Regions from separate parts of the Zea mays genome. Here regions 2 and 3 are each linked to region 1. Evidence: chromatin contacts called from public Hi-C data. All regions are on one chromosome and are shown on one strand. The core of a region is the stretch at or near the end of the contact, and the rest is flanking DNA. Distances in the headings are between cores, read along the strand shown.

Evidence for each region. Hi-C and Micro-C count contacts between places; a contact is called where the count stands out from the background.
Region 2: a Hi-C map of endosperm shows a contact between it and region 1, with 2.7 times the contacts expected there. The contact joins the promoter of LOC103643327 here to the promoter of LOC100273531 in region 1. A contact is called at or near these places in 5 of 25 Hi-C or Micro-C datasets (bundle sheath, ear, endosperm and 2 more).
Region 3: a contact with region 1 is called in a Hi-C map of ear, with 2.3 times the contacts expected there. The contact joins the promoter of LOC100278604 here to the promoter of LOC100273531 in region 1. A contact is called at or near these places in 3 of 25 Hi-C or Micro-C datasets (ear, leaf and tassel).

Annotation. Positions count from the first base shown.
Region 1 is chr1:223,949,728-223,953,993 of Zm-B73-REFERENCE-NAM-5.0, reverse strand. It overlaps LOC100273531, which reads right to left and starts at 1,699. Exons shown (of 14, transcript NM_001147949.1): 1 at 1,014-1,699; 2 at 721-818; 3 at 414-590; 4 at 219-319; 5 at 46-121. The coding sequence starts at 1,125.
Region 2 is chr1:223,787,647-223,791,912 of Zm-B73-REFERENCE-NAM-5.0, reverse strand. LOC103643327 (RNA-binding protein 25) reads right to left here and starts at 1,763. Exons shown (of 7, transcript XM_008666479.4): 1 at 1,150-1,763; 2 at 1-160. The coding sequence starts at 1,618.
Region 3 is chr1:224,120,146-224,124,411 of Zm-B73-REFERENCE-NAM-5.0, reverse strand. It overlaps LOC100278604, which reads right to left and starts at 2,280. Exons shown (of 2, transcript NM_001372457.1): 1 at 1,865-2,280; 2 at 1,162-1,749. The coding sequence starts at 2,168. The coding sequence ends at 1,493.

The DNA.
Region 1 (4,266 bases), core at 450-2,949:
ACAATGTGGCAGATACTGAATCAGTAGCATGATGATAATGCATACCCCTGGAAAACCTAGCTCATATAGCCCAAATCCAGCTAGCGAAACCAAAGGTACAGCAGACAATGGGCTCAGCAATCTGTGGCAGAGGTGAGAACTCTGTAAACGCACAAACTGAAATTCTACAAGGGTACCATGTTTAAGCAGAAGGTGAAAGCTAGAGCCAAGATCCCTACTTAACGACATTGCGCCAAAGGCCACTGAAACCAAGCACGATCTGAATTGTCGACGCGATGATGAGAGCGCCTTGTGTTCCTCGCATGGTCCGCAAGAATTTCTGCACACGAGTGAGCAGCGCCTTGTGAACTGTAACCAAGAAACTGGAACAGAGGCCGTGACGATGGAGGTAAGTTACCGGAGAACTCGACTACCTCACGAGGGTCTGCTTCGTTGCTGTAACGGCCGGCCATGATGATGGAAATGGTGGGTGCGACGATGGTGTAGGATCCACCCATCACCGCTGGGAGGCGAGTCCCAAAGAATGACTGGCATAGGGTGTTGATGCCGGCAACGAACAGCAGCGTCTGAATCACCCTGGCCTTCTCCTCCTAGCAGCAGACAGAAAGGAGGTGCACAGCAATAGATAGTTGAGCTTTATTGGCATCACAATTCAGTTCACAGACTAGATGGCTATCAAATCTTGGATTCAGAACACGTAGAGGTGATTGGTTTACTCACGTTTCCTCCTCCCATCTGGGGAACAAGAGCACTTGGTATGATGACGGATGTGCCCAGCATCACAATGTAGTGCTGGAATCCAAGGATGACAGCCTCAGCTGCATGTTCAAGGTCAGGCGACAGGAAACAAGTCAAAAATAACCTAGTACTGTAGAAATCAGGACCACTATCAGTATCAACACAGCGACCATGTGGAAAAACATCAACGTCAGTACACAGAGTAGTTCTACTCCAGCATTGGAATCGAGAGGTCCCAATCCCAGGTGAGGTGAGTGATATTGAAAGAGACGTACGCCAGGGCGGTGGGCTTGTGATGCAGTAGGACACGCTGGGAAGCTGGTCCTTCACCGGGTGCGGCTGCAGCTCCTCCTGCTTCGGCGGCGGCGCCGCCCCTCCTCCGGCCATCCTCCTCTTCGCCTTCCCTTTCCCTTATCCTCCCTCGCAAGAAAGAAAGAAACCAAGCCTTTCACCTCACCGCCGACCCACACCACACCACACCGTCCACTCCACAGCGGCTCCACTCAAAAGCAGAGCAAGAAACCGCAAAGCAGGAACAGGCGGCCAATAAGAACCCTTCCACGAGCAGTCGAGCAGCAGCAGCGCGGTGGGTGAGTGCGGAGAGCAATACGACCGGCGGTTCTTTGCGTGCGAAGGAGGCCAAGAACAAGGCACCTGAACAGGAAAGCAACAACCGCTACAATTCGGTGAAAAAAGGGCAAGGGAATGAATGCCGGGGAGGGATGGTTCCTAGTTTAGTTCGTGCTCTCTTTTCCTCGCTGGGAGCAGGAGGAGCGCGAAGGAATCTGCAGCCCTACACCACACGGAAAGGAGCGTCGGCGGCCACTCTGTCGCCATGGCCTTCATCCTCTTTTACCATCGCTGCTTTGTGCTTTCCAGCAGCAATGGGATTGGAGTCAGGCTTTTGCGTTGCCAGTTGCCACCCCCCACCGGAACGGAGGGAGGAAAACACGCTCCGCGCTTCCCAAGGCCAACAAAATCTTTTGCACCGGAAAGGCGACGGCACAGGCCAGCCAGACAGCCCAGAGGGAAAGAGATTGTGGTGTGAACTGTGAAGAAAAACGGTGGACGTGAAACAAAAAACAAAACCCCTCCCTCTCTACTTTATCTCTCTGGGTGTATCTTCACTAGGGTGCTAAGGGCATGTACAGTGGTGTTTAATGTGGATGCTCTTAAGGTGTTTAAGGGGTTATTTGCAAAAAAATCTTAGAGCCGTCTCTCCGCGAAGAGACGCATCTGGCTCGTAAACCAAGTAGCAACAGACGCCTCACTTCCCACTGTACGAATTTGTCGTCTGTTCTATCGATCTGATGCTATACAAATACATTTAATTCTGTATTTATTAATAGACTACGTTTGTAGACACTCCATTGTACAATACAGTCTCTTAGTTGTCTCCTGTGCTTAGAGAACCGTTTTGGTGTCTCTCCACTGTACATGCCCTAATAAGCTTTAAACTTCACATTTAATGACTAGATAGAATTAAGACCAGACTTTATTTCCATTTATTTTTAAACTAAAATTTATTAAAGACTTAAATAAACCATGAAGAAACATTTGTTTTCTCCCACACAGAGCCAAGGGAACTTTTCCTACTGTGCTGAGCACAGCTTTTATGCTTTGGTTGGCGCTCTGCCTGCTTTTTGTGTTGCAGATCGAGGAAAAGGAGAGACGGTCTGGAGAGTGTGAACTTGTGCCGGCCGTGGCTTGGCTCGTGCTGCAGCGGGGCAGGGGCAGCGGCAGCGGGCGCATGTGACGCGCCATGGGCACGGCACAGCCAAATATGGTCGTGCGAGGTCGTGCCGCCGCCAAAAAAAACAACCGTTGCGGCGTTGCCTGCACGGTAGGACGCTAAGTGTGACGATTGCTAGAGGTTATAGCAAGGCGTGTTTGGGCCTACAACAACCTTAAATCAAAACAGTATAATATCCGTGCAACTAAATCAAACCAGTACATGGGCAATGACACCCCAATCATATTTGATGATAACAGTTATATGACACGTGACAAACCAATATAGCGGCTGTTTGTTTCAGCTTCTGGGCGGCTTCTGGTCGCCAGAAGCTGAAGCTGTATCCAAACGGCCAGCTTCAGAGGCGGCTTTTCGTCGCAGCGCTTCGCATAGAAGCGACCCGCCTACGGCGCCCTGCGAAGCGGCCTTCAGTTGGCTTCTACGAAACGCTTGGGATACGGCGCTAGGGTTGTCGCGCTCCCAACCAGCCGCCGTCGCTCCCGCTCCTCCCCACACCGTCGCTCCCTCTCCTCCCCACACCGGCGGCTTCTCAGGTACGGGACCTCTCCTCGATCTTCTCCATCCGTGTATTCTCCTCCCCCGCCGCGTCTCGTTCCCGTCGGGTTGTCCCAACCTTTGAGCGTTTGTATTTCCCTAGGATAGCCGCACGAACGCCGCCGTCGCAGCTCCGTCCTCAAGCCTTCTCCCCGTCACGTCGTCGTCGTCTGAGCAGGTAGGCTCGCCTCCATCCGGATCCATAGCCGGCACCGCTTTCCGTGTGTTTTCCCTCTACCCCGTTCCCCGTAGTGTTTACGGTTGATCCTCTTCGGTTAAGTCGTAATGTGAAGTGTATTGCGTACATCAGATCGAGTTTCGATGGAGATACTAACGAATTTTTTGTCCTATTTGTCATACAGATTACCCCATCAATTAGGATTGTAGGACTTCGGTGCCAACCTCCACTGCAGCTAAGGTAACGTGAATATCAATTCCGAGTTTACTTATTTGTCAGCATTGATGCAGTTTAGGTGTTCCAAGAACGTGGGTCGATGGCCTTGTTTTAGTTCATAATCTTGTCTAGACCTAAACAATGAGTGCACGGTTAGGATAAGAGAAGTAATCTCAATGGTAGGGGTCAACTTCTTCATCAATTGTTTTGGTTTGAATAGTTACCTACATATCGAGTATCCAAAACCATCGACGTACTTACCTTTCTGTTCTTTACCCTAAACCCTAAAACTCGGATTATTCGTCTGTTTAGGGATTATGTTCACGTTTTTGGGTAATTGTCCCCTACTTTTACCAGCTTAGGCACAGGACATGGGACTACAGAAATTTTTTTTAGATAGTCCCCATGTCTGCTATACTAACGACCTAACAAATCCACATCAGATGGATTCAGCAGACTCCATAGCCGACAAGGCAATTGGAAGGATGCAAGAGATTTCCGACAAGATATTTTCCGTAGCGAGGGAAACAATCCGTCCTGGACGCGGGTTGACCTCATTTGATGCTACCAAACTTCGTGTAGCTTTGGAGGAGATAGCTTGCATGCTGGAGCAAGACTCTCTGGTGTTGCAAGAGCATTTGGACATCGTGAACAACGTAAACATCCCTGTTGACAGCAGCTATGAACCTTCTACCTTGTCGTCACCACCCCCTTCTGACGACGACTTTACTCCAGACTGGGACTTTGAGGAGCACTTCCAAAACTTCTGGGGTGTTGAATATGACTCCGATCAGATGCCTTCGTATAGTGACAATGATGTTTAAGGTAGAAGGGAGTGAACCATGGA
Region 2 (4,266 bases), core at 514-3,013, 160 kb after region 1:
GGAGCAGGTGGCCGGGCAGTTGGGGCTACCAAAGGAGGAATAGCCCGGATCCCAGAAATTATTGTTGGTCGTTGAATTGGCACAACACCAGGCGGCGGCATTGGACGTGGAACAAAACCAGGACGAATCATAGGATACGGTGCAGGATAACGAGACATTCCTGCAGAGAGAGACAAATGACACCTATGCAACCACATCAGTAAGTATACCTACAAGTAAATCATATAGTGAACAAATGAAACCTCATAACACATATAGAATCAGAGAATGTGGCCATGTGTAAGCAGAAGATACCAAAAGCCATAAACAAATACCAGAGTGAACATTGACAGAAGCAATATCTTGCTCAAATGAAAAGGGAGCTAAGCAAAGCTGGCCTTACCTCTCAACCTCATGGACAGGATAACACACTTGCATTGGTTATTTGAGAAACTTGGTATAGCTCACACCATTGCAATGCACTACTCAGGTAATAAGAGCTCAGGCAAATATGTCACTACTCTACACTTCTTATCAACAAAGAAGTTTATATGAAACCAGAAAAAAAAAGATATAGCCGGCATATGAAATTTAAACGGCAGAAAATCATGATACCTTAGCAAGTTTTTGGAACAACCCAGAGCTGAAGCATCTAAGTACATAAAGAAACTGAGCCTAATTAAGCCACGAGCTAAAGCATGTAAATCAATTAGACAATGTAAACAAAACCAGTTCAAATTCAAACATTCAGCATACCACACTCAGTGAGGGAGCAAACGATCTAGAGCTGCAGAATCAAACATGAGCCGGCACCTCTTGTTGTGGGGAGTAATGGCTGGCACGACCACCGCTGTAGCAGAGAAATATCCGGTCATCGTTATCAGGCGAGCGGAGCCCAGTTTCTCTAACTCTAAAGCACTAGCACCACACCTCTAAATGCTAACCAACACACTGCCAAGGTCCATGGTACAAATCCTCTCAATTCTCCTAAACCCACAAAGAGATCCTCAACAGTCAACATCACAGCTCATGGTACACCTTGAAGGTTCAAACTTGAGAAATAACACCAGATACAAAATAGTGGGTGAAGCATAAATTCAACATCATCAACTAACTAATACCAAGTCGCGGTGTCGCATAGGTTAACAGAGTTGGAGATCAGGGACCCACCGGGATGGGGGATCGCAGCGCCCTGCTGCGGCATGTATACTCCCGGCTGGGGCGGCCCGTACATGGCCGGCAGCCGCACGGCGCCCGGAGGCATAACGACGGGGACGCCCGGCGGCTGCATCGGGTAGCCCGGGTTCGCCGGCACCGCGACGTACTGCGGGACCTGGTACGGCGGCGGTGGCGCTGGGGCACCGAGTGGACGGAAGGTAGCAGCGAAGGAGATCGGAGCTGGGGGCATCGGTGGCGCGACTGCCGCCGGAGGCGTGGAAGCGGGGGCGGGGGCAGGGGCAGGGGCAGGGGCAGGGGGTAGGTTAGGGTTTGGGCTAGGCGCCGCGGGGCCCGGCGTCAAGGGGGTTGGTGGGGTGGAGGTGGCGGCGGGAGGCGGGGTGAGCGTGGCGGAAGGAGCGGCGGCTGGGGGAGTAGCCGGCTGCGGGTCCAGGTTGTCGGGCGGAGGCACGACGGCCGCCATGGTGGTAGGGAGGGTGCTAGCCCAGCCGCCGAGTAGACGATGGTTGGTTTGGCCGTTTGGGTTCGATTTCGATCTCGGGCATGAAGACCGGTGGCGGTTGGGTGATGAAGGCCCGTTTGTTTTAACTTTTTTTTCAGCTTCTGGCCGCCACAAATTTTACAGACCATTAAGGCCCTGTTTGGGAGAGCTTCACTTCAAGAATTTTAATTTTGTTCGAACTTCTTCAACCCAAACAGGTCCAGCTCCACGAGCTTTAGTTTTAAAAAAAATCGAAACTAGAGGCCCGTTTCATGAAATTCATGAAGCTCCTTAGAGGGTGCTTCAAAAACACTGTTTTTATATCTCCTCATGAAGCTGTACGAAAATTACCCACCATGCCACTGGTTACGCAACATACAATTTCCGTTCTCTCTGGCGACAACCCACTAATCATCAAGGGTAATCAAGGAAACCCACACAAATCAATTGTACTATAGAAGTTGGAGTCCATATACAAACCAAACGCTCCTGGAACTCACCTTAACAATTTGCTGGAGCTGTTTTATAGTGAAACTGGAAAACCAAAACTGAAGTTTTTGAAGTGAAGCTCTCCCAAACAGGGCCTAAACATTAGATTTTCAGTCTAGTTTCTACGAGAATCGTTTTAGTCAAAACCATCTAAAATCAACATAAACATAAAATCGGCCAAGTCGTTACAATAGTATGAAACTGTCACTTCTATCTATATCCTAGTTATTGACTTTTTTATCGTTGTCCGCACGTAATCTAAAAGATAGTTAAATTCTATCTACAGTCTCTGAAAAAAACTGACTCAAACATGCCAAAGTTTAGCTGGTGAACACATTGAGGGGAGACCGAATTACGCATAGAAGATGTCACGCAATTCATCGGCTAAAAATATTGTAGCGTATACTAATTATTATGTTATAGATAATAAATTAATAAAAAATCACCATATAATTCTCGTATATTAATTAACTCCAACCGTAGATTAAATTAATTTATCTCTACGATGAGCGGCTAAATTAAAAACTTTGATTATATCATAAGCGCGGATCATAGCTGTCAATTCTATATTAATATAGATGATAAGAAACTTCACATAAAATAATATCCAATTTAATTTTGAAGATGCATTTTGTAGCTAAAAGACTCTCTTAGTGATTGCAATTGAGGCTCGAAAGTGATCATTAATCTTAATAATCCGTAAACCATTTGATACATAGAACTTTTATACAATTTAGCAAGGCTTTTATTAAATTAGAAGTGATCCTAATATATTTGGCTCTAGATGAGCATCAAATTCGTCGCGCACACAATTTAATGCTTCAAAAAATACGATGATTTTTTCGGTGACAACTTTGGATTAAAATTCATCGATTTTATTATTACCGACGGATTTAATGCTTCAAAAAAATACGACGATTTTTTCCTTGATAGAGAAATTTATTTTGACCAAAGAAAATTCCATGATTCATATTATCTCTCTCTATATATAACGCATTACACGAGGGTTAGGGGAGGCCAAGGCCCCTACCCAGTTGCTTAGACCGTGCTCAGTAGTTTACACATATAATTAGCCAAAACATTGTTTTGCATTATAGATTATACTATTTGCAGAGTGGAGTTTGAATATGGAGATTGAGATATGTTCATGTGTAAACTACTGGAGATAGTCTCACGGCTCGAGAGGCCTCTGGATGCATCGTTGAGCCTGACTGAGGCTAGAGCTATACATTTGGACTGAGCCTAGTGGACTAACCCGAATTTAAAAAAAAGTATGTCCTAAACACGGATCGTGTCAAAATAATTTCAGGTCGGATCGACTCGGCCTGATGCATCAGGGTCAAGGTCACAACCCGCATACGAGCATGATCATGACTCGTTTACGTAGGCACAAAATAGTCCATTTACAGGTACGAAAAGGCCTATATTCATTTGGCCAACCCCTCCTAATCATGTAAAGCACTTGCTCTAATTTAGCCAGTCTCATGTCTAATTATGGAGATAAGGTGTCAGCCACCCATTGGTTTCGTTAGGGGGGCATTTGGGTTACTCAAAAATTTCGAGTCGAGTAATTCGGATACCCAAAGTATACCCGAAATAAGTGAGTACCTAAAAATTCGGGTTCGAGTTTGGGCAATCCTGATTTACCTGATCAGAGTTCTAGTGCAATATATCTCTAGCTTTAGCACAATATGAGGGTAGTAAATAATTAAGTTTGAAAGTCGCCTAAACGAGGTGAATAGGCAAAACCTGAATTTTACAAACTTAAACACAAACTTCAACCCTAGGTTATAGTTAGAACGAGTATAAGATCAATCGGTGTAAGGGAGAGGTGTTCTTCTTGCTAGAGTTGTTCAATCGATTATGGAATTACTATGGGAGCCAACTCAAATTGATGTGAAATCAATCACAAGCAAGGGAACAAGAGAGAGGAGAGAGGAAGAAGCAAATCGCAAGTAAATGATAAAGCACAAAGAACACTGTGATTTGTTTCCCGAGGTCCTTATCAGGAGTGCTGCTTGAAGATAGAGCTAGCAAAATTTTGAGCAAGCAAGGAGTGTTATTCTGTCCGAGTGCTGTCAAGAAGTTGTAAACAATTGCAGCCCTGTTGTAACCATCTCCTACATAGTGCAAGACTTGGT
Region 3 (4,266 bases), core at 1,031-3,530, 170 kb before region 1:
CGAGTCCGAGCCCTGGGTCGGGCGGAGCGGAGTTCGCCGTCTTCCGGGTCTTAGCCCGAGTCCGAGCCCTGGGTCGGGCGGAGCGGAGTTTCCTATGGCGCCTTTGGCAAGGCCTGACTGCCTGTCAGACTCACTCTGTCGAGTGGCACTGCAGTCGGAGTGGCGCAGGCGGCGCTGTCCTTCTGTCAGACCGGTCAGTGGAGCAGCGAAGTGACGGCGGTCACTTCGGCTCTGCCGGGGGGCGCGCGTCAGGATAAAGGTGTCAGGCCACCTTTGCGTTAAATGCTCCTGCGACTCGGTCGGTCGGTGCGGCGATTTAGTCAGGGTTGCTTCTCAGCGAAGGCAAGGCCTCGGGCGAGCCGGAGATATGTCCGCCGTTAAAGGGGAGCCTCGGGCGAGACGGAAATCTCTCGGGGTCGGCTGCCCTTGTCCGAGGCTAGGCTCGGGCGAGGCGTGATCAAGTCGCTCGTATGGACTGATCCCTAACTTAATCGCACCCATCATGCCTCTGTAGCTTTATGCTGATGGGGGTTACCAGCTGAGAATTAGGTGTCTTGAGGGTACCCCTAATTATGGTTCCCGACAAAAGATTAGGTAGATTAGGTATTGGCGGTAGTGCTTCTGTTTCTCTTTCCATCCATGATCTCCACACGTACCAGCCGGAGACAGAGATTTCCTCGGTCGCTAGCTGTTTTTTTCTTCAGCCTGCTGGAGCAGCCGGATATTTCATATTTGCTGAGCCTGCCCCCACACCCCCTGGACACTTGGACAGAGAGAAACGATTCGTTTCCTCCTCCCCTGCTGCCATCGATATTATAAGCTTCATCCTACCATTGTTCTTTGATTCGCTTGCCTCTGCTTCTGCTACTAACAGAGAGCTCTATATTAGTTCTATACACACAGGCAGCGGAAGAGTGGACCTTCGAAATGAGTGTTGTCCACAAGCTTAGATAAATGTAGATAATTACGTTTTTTAGAGAGTATGCACAAGTGGCATGACTGTCCATTTCGTTAAATCCTTGTCAATAAATTACTGGTGATCGGTACGGCTTCTTCTCTGCACTGCAGCCCAAGTGAAGCGACAACACTGACATCTAGTGCTATTGTTCGTGGTTCAATAAATTTGTAATCAAATTCAGAGTTAGATCACAAGCCCACGTATCCGATTTCACAAACCTATTATTTTTGTTTTCATTTTAGATTAAATTGACATCGATGATCGATCACATGAGCAGCCAGCAGCTGAGACGAGATCTCCATAGAATCACCTGTCATACAGCTGAGTCACGGTAACTCACCTCTTGCAAGCCTGTTCTATCCATCGCTACTGTACCATGCCAAGCCATCTCCCTCCCCCACCCAAGTACCCCAATCCAAATGTACAGCACAAACAGCCCAGCTACACTCCTAGCCCAAGCAGGCAGTCCCCTGCTTCTATTCTATACTAGTCCCCCCCTCCTCGAGGTCCAGGTTGCATTGCAGTCGCGTCGCGTCAGCTCGCCGCCTCGGAGATGCTCCGCAGCGACGGCTGCCAGTGCCGCCCTCTGGCTCTACCGCCGGTCCGGTGCTGCCGGTCCGACTTCTCCGGCCGCTTCACTTCCTGGTCGTCGCTGGACCGCCCCTGCCCTTGGCTGCCCGCCGCGGCGGCGTGTCGTCCCGGACCCCGCTGGTCGTCCACCACCACCACCTCGCCGGCCCCGCACCGCCGCATCTTGTCCTCCCTCCTCGCCTGTATCGCCTTCGCCACCTCTGCGCGCACGGCCAGTCGGCCACCATGAGATCGAGGAAGGAAGGAAGGAAACGGAGCCAAGAAACAGATCATCCAATCCAAGAACCAGCCGAGCCGGCGGTATAGAGTACGCACCTTGCGAGGTGATGAGCCGGTAGACCTGCCCCAGAAGCAGCACGTCCCTGGGCTTCAGGAGCTTCACCTTGGTGATCCTGGTGCCGGCGCCGGCGCCGGCGGACACCGCGCCCGCGGAGGGGTCCGGATCCGCGCCCTGCTTGCCGCCGCCCGCCGAGACGCGGAGCACCACGAGCGCCACGTAGTGCCCGGGGTTGCCGCGCATGACCTCCGCTGCGGTGGCCGCCCCGTACAGCCGCTCCACCTTGCCGCCGGGGTGCTGGATCACCACGGCCTCCGCCTCCGCCGCCTGGCAGTTGCCCATCGATCGGCACAGGCACGCGTGGCTCAGCGCCACGAGCCAAGTAGGGACTGATGTGGCTTGCTTGCTGAACTGGCGGCGCCGCTTGCGCTGGGGTTCCGAATTCAGCTCCGGGGAGCACCGGGTGGCCCGGTGGGGGGGCTTATATGGCCCCCGGCCCCAGGGTGTGCTGTGCGCGGAAGGAGACAGGACGGAGCTGAGCCGCGACACAGACCGGGCGATTAGCACGTTGGTTAGTGATTAACTAATCCGCATTTGGACGTCACGTAATTGTTGGCATCTAGGTGATTAGTGGAAGGGGTCAACGTGTTCGGCGGGCTTGTTAGGACGGTCTGCAAAATGGCACCCGGACGTGTAGCACTGACAGGCCTGGCTAGTAGATAGACTTGCCGTTTTGTCCTTTTCACAGGGCCGTGACATGGACATTGGACGCACCACATGTCATGCATTCAGTGGATATTTGATATTAGGTAAAGCAACGTATGATATGCAAATCAATTTTTATACTGTAAACCAATTAACAAAAATTACAAAAAAAAATCTCAAATAAATCACAGATGTATTTCATTACCTATTCTACCATTGTGTAAAATTTCAAGTTCAAATTATTTGTTAAAAGATAAAAAAATAAAATCCTTTGATAAAAAGTGAAAATTATCTCAAATTTTTCTCTTTTTCGAATCTTTTAATATCTGATGAATTTGAATTTAAAATTTTATAGAGTGGTAGAGTGGGCAAAAAAGTACATCTATAATTTTTTAAGAATTTTTTTGACTATTGTTAGTTAGTTTGTATGGTGTTCACACCTCATCCGTTGCCACTAGGTACGACAGTGATTTTTTTTTGCAATTTGATGCCGGATTTTTTTCCATGTTTTTTTATAAAAATTAACTGATTTATATATGATTTCTCTAAAATTTCTATATTCCAAAGGTGCCTTGCTCTCGTCGTGTCATGTCCGTTTTCCTAAAATAAATATGTTGTCCATCTTAAATTTTTTCTAAACAATAATATTCATGATCCTAAATAATAATTATTCTTAAATTCTTTATTTATTAAATATTAAATATATTTATAGTATATCTATTCAATGTTATATTTTTTTGTAATTTTATCTAGAATTTTGATCAAACTCAAAACAACATCTTCCTTGATATTATAGTGTGTCATCCTCTATTTGAATATGAATCCTAGGTGGAGTTTGAACTTTGAAACCTTTACCCACTTGATCAACGATCTATCTCCACAACATCCTAACACTCCTACCGGTATGGGGAGGTCTTCTTTGGATAGCCTTTCTATCGTACATTGTAGTTGGGAGAATTTTTTGGTCGTCTCTGTTCCCTCACTCCACAACCTCTATTTTCATACCCATATCCTCCTCCTCTGTATCACTGCTGATCTTTCATGGATGCTCTTCCACCTCCTAATGATGATCCTGCCATCGACGCTCTTCCTCCTACCACTAAAGCTCATACTACCATCGCTCCTCATCCACCACCATTCACTTATCCATACCCTTATGGATATCCATATGTTGGTCCTCAATATGGATTGTATGGTGCTCCTCCTCTGTTCCCTCTCATATTTAGTGCTCCTCCTACAGACATGACAGTGCCTCCATGTAGTGAAAGTGATGCCACCTCGAACTAGTCTTCTTACTCTGGTGCTCTTCAATTACAACGACGAAGGGACTGAATGAAGACGAATGATTAAAGGTTGCTAAGTACACATATAATTTTTTTTTCAAAATGCATACATTTTAGGTCTCCAAATATTTTTTTAGTTTATAAGTTTTTAGGTCCACACATGGTTGCTGCACTCGGTGGATCCAATTTGATGGCAACGATAAGAAGGGATCAACCTTTTAGGCCAAATAGCCAACACCTACAACTCTACCATAAAAGCTCCTCTCCACTATATCCCCAAGCAGCGGAAGGATCGCTGATCAACGAGTAACTGGAAGATCTCCCTCTTTAACAACATCTACAACCGCTTGTACACGATTCGATCAAGTGGAACAAATGATGCTATGTTGCTTGAAGCGACCAAGAAGAGCTTCTATAACTAGCCTAATGAAACTAACTTGAAGCTGGAGCAC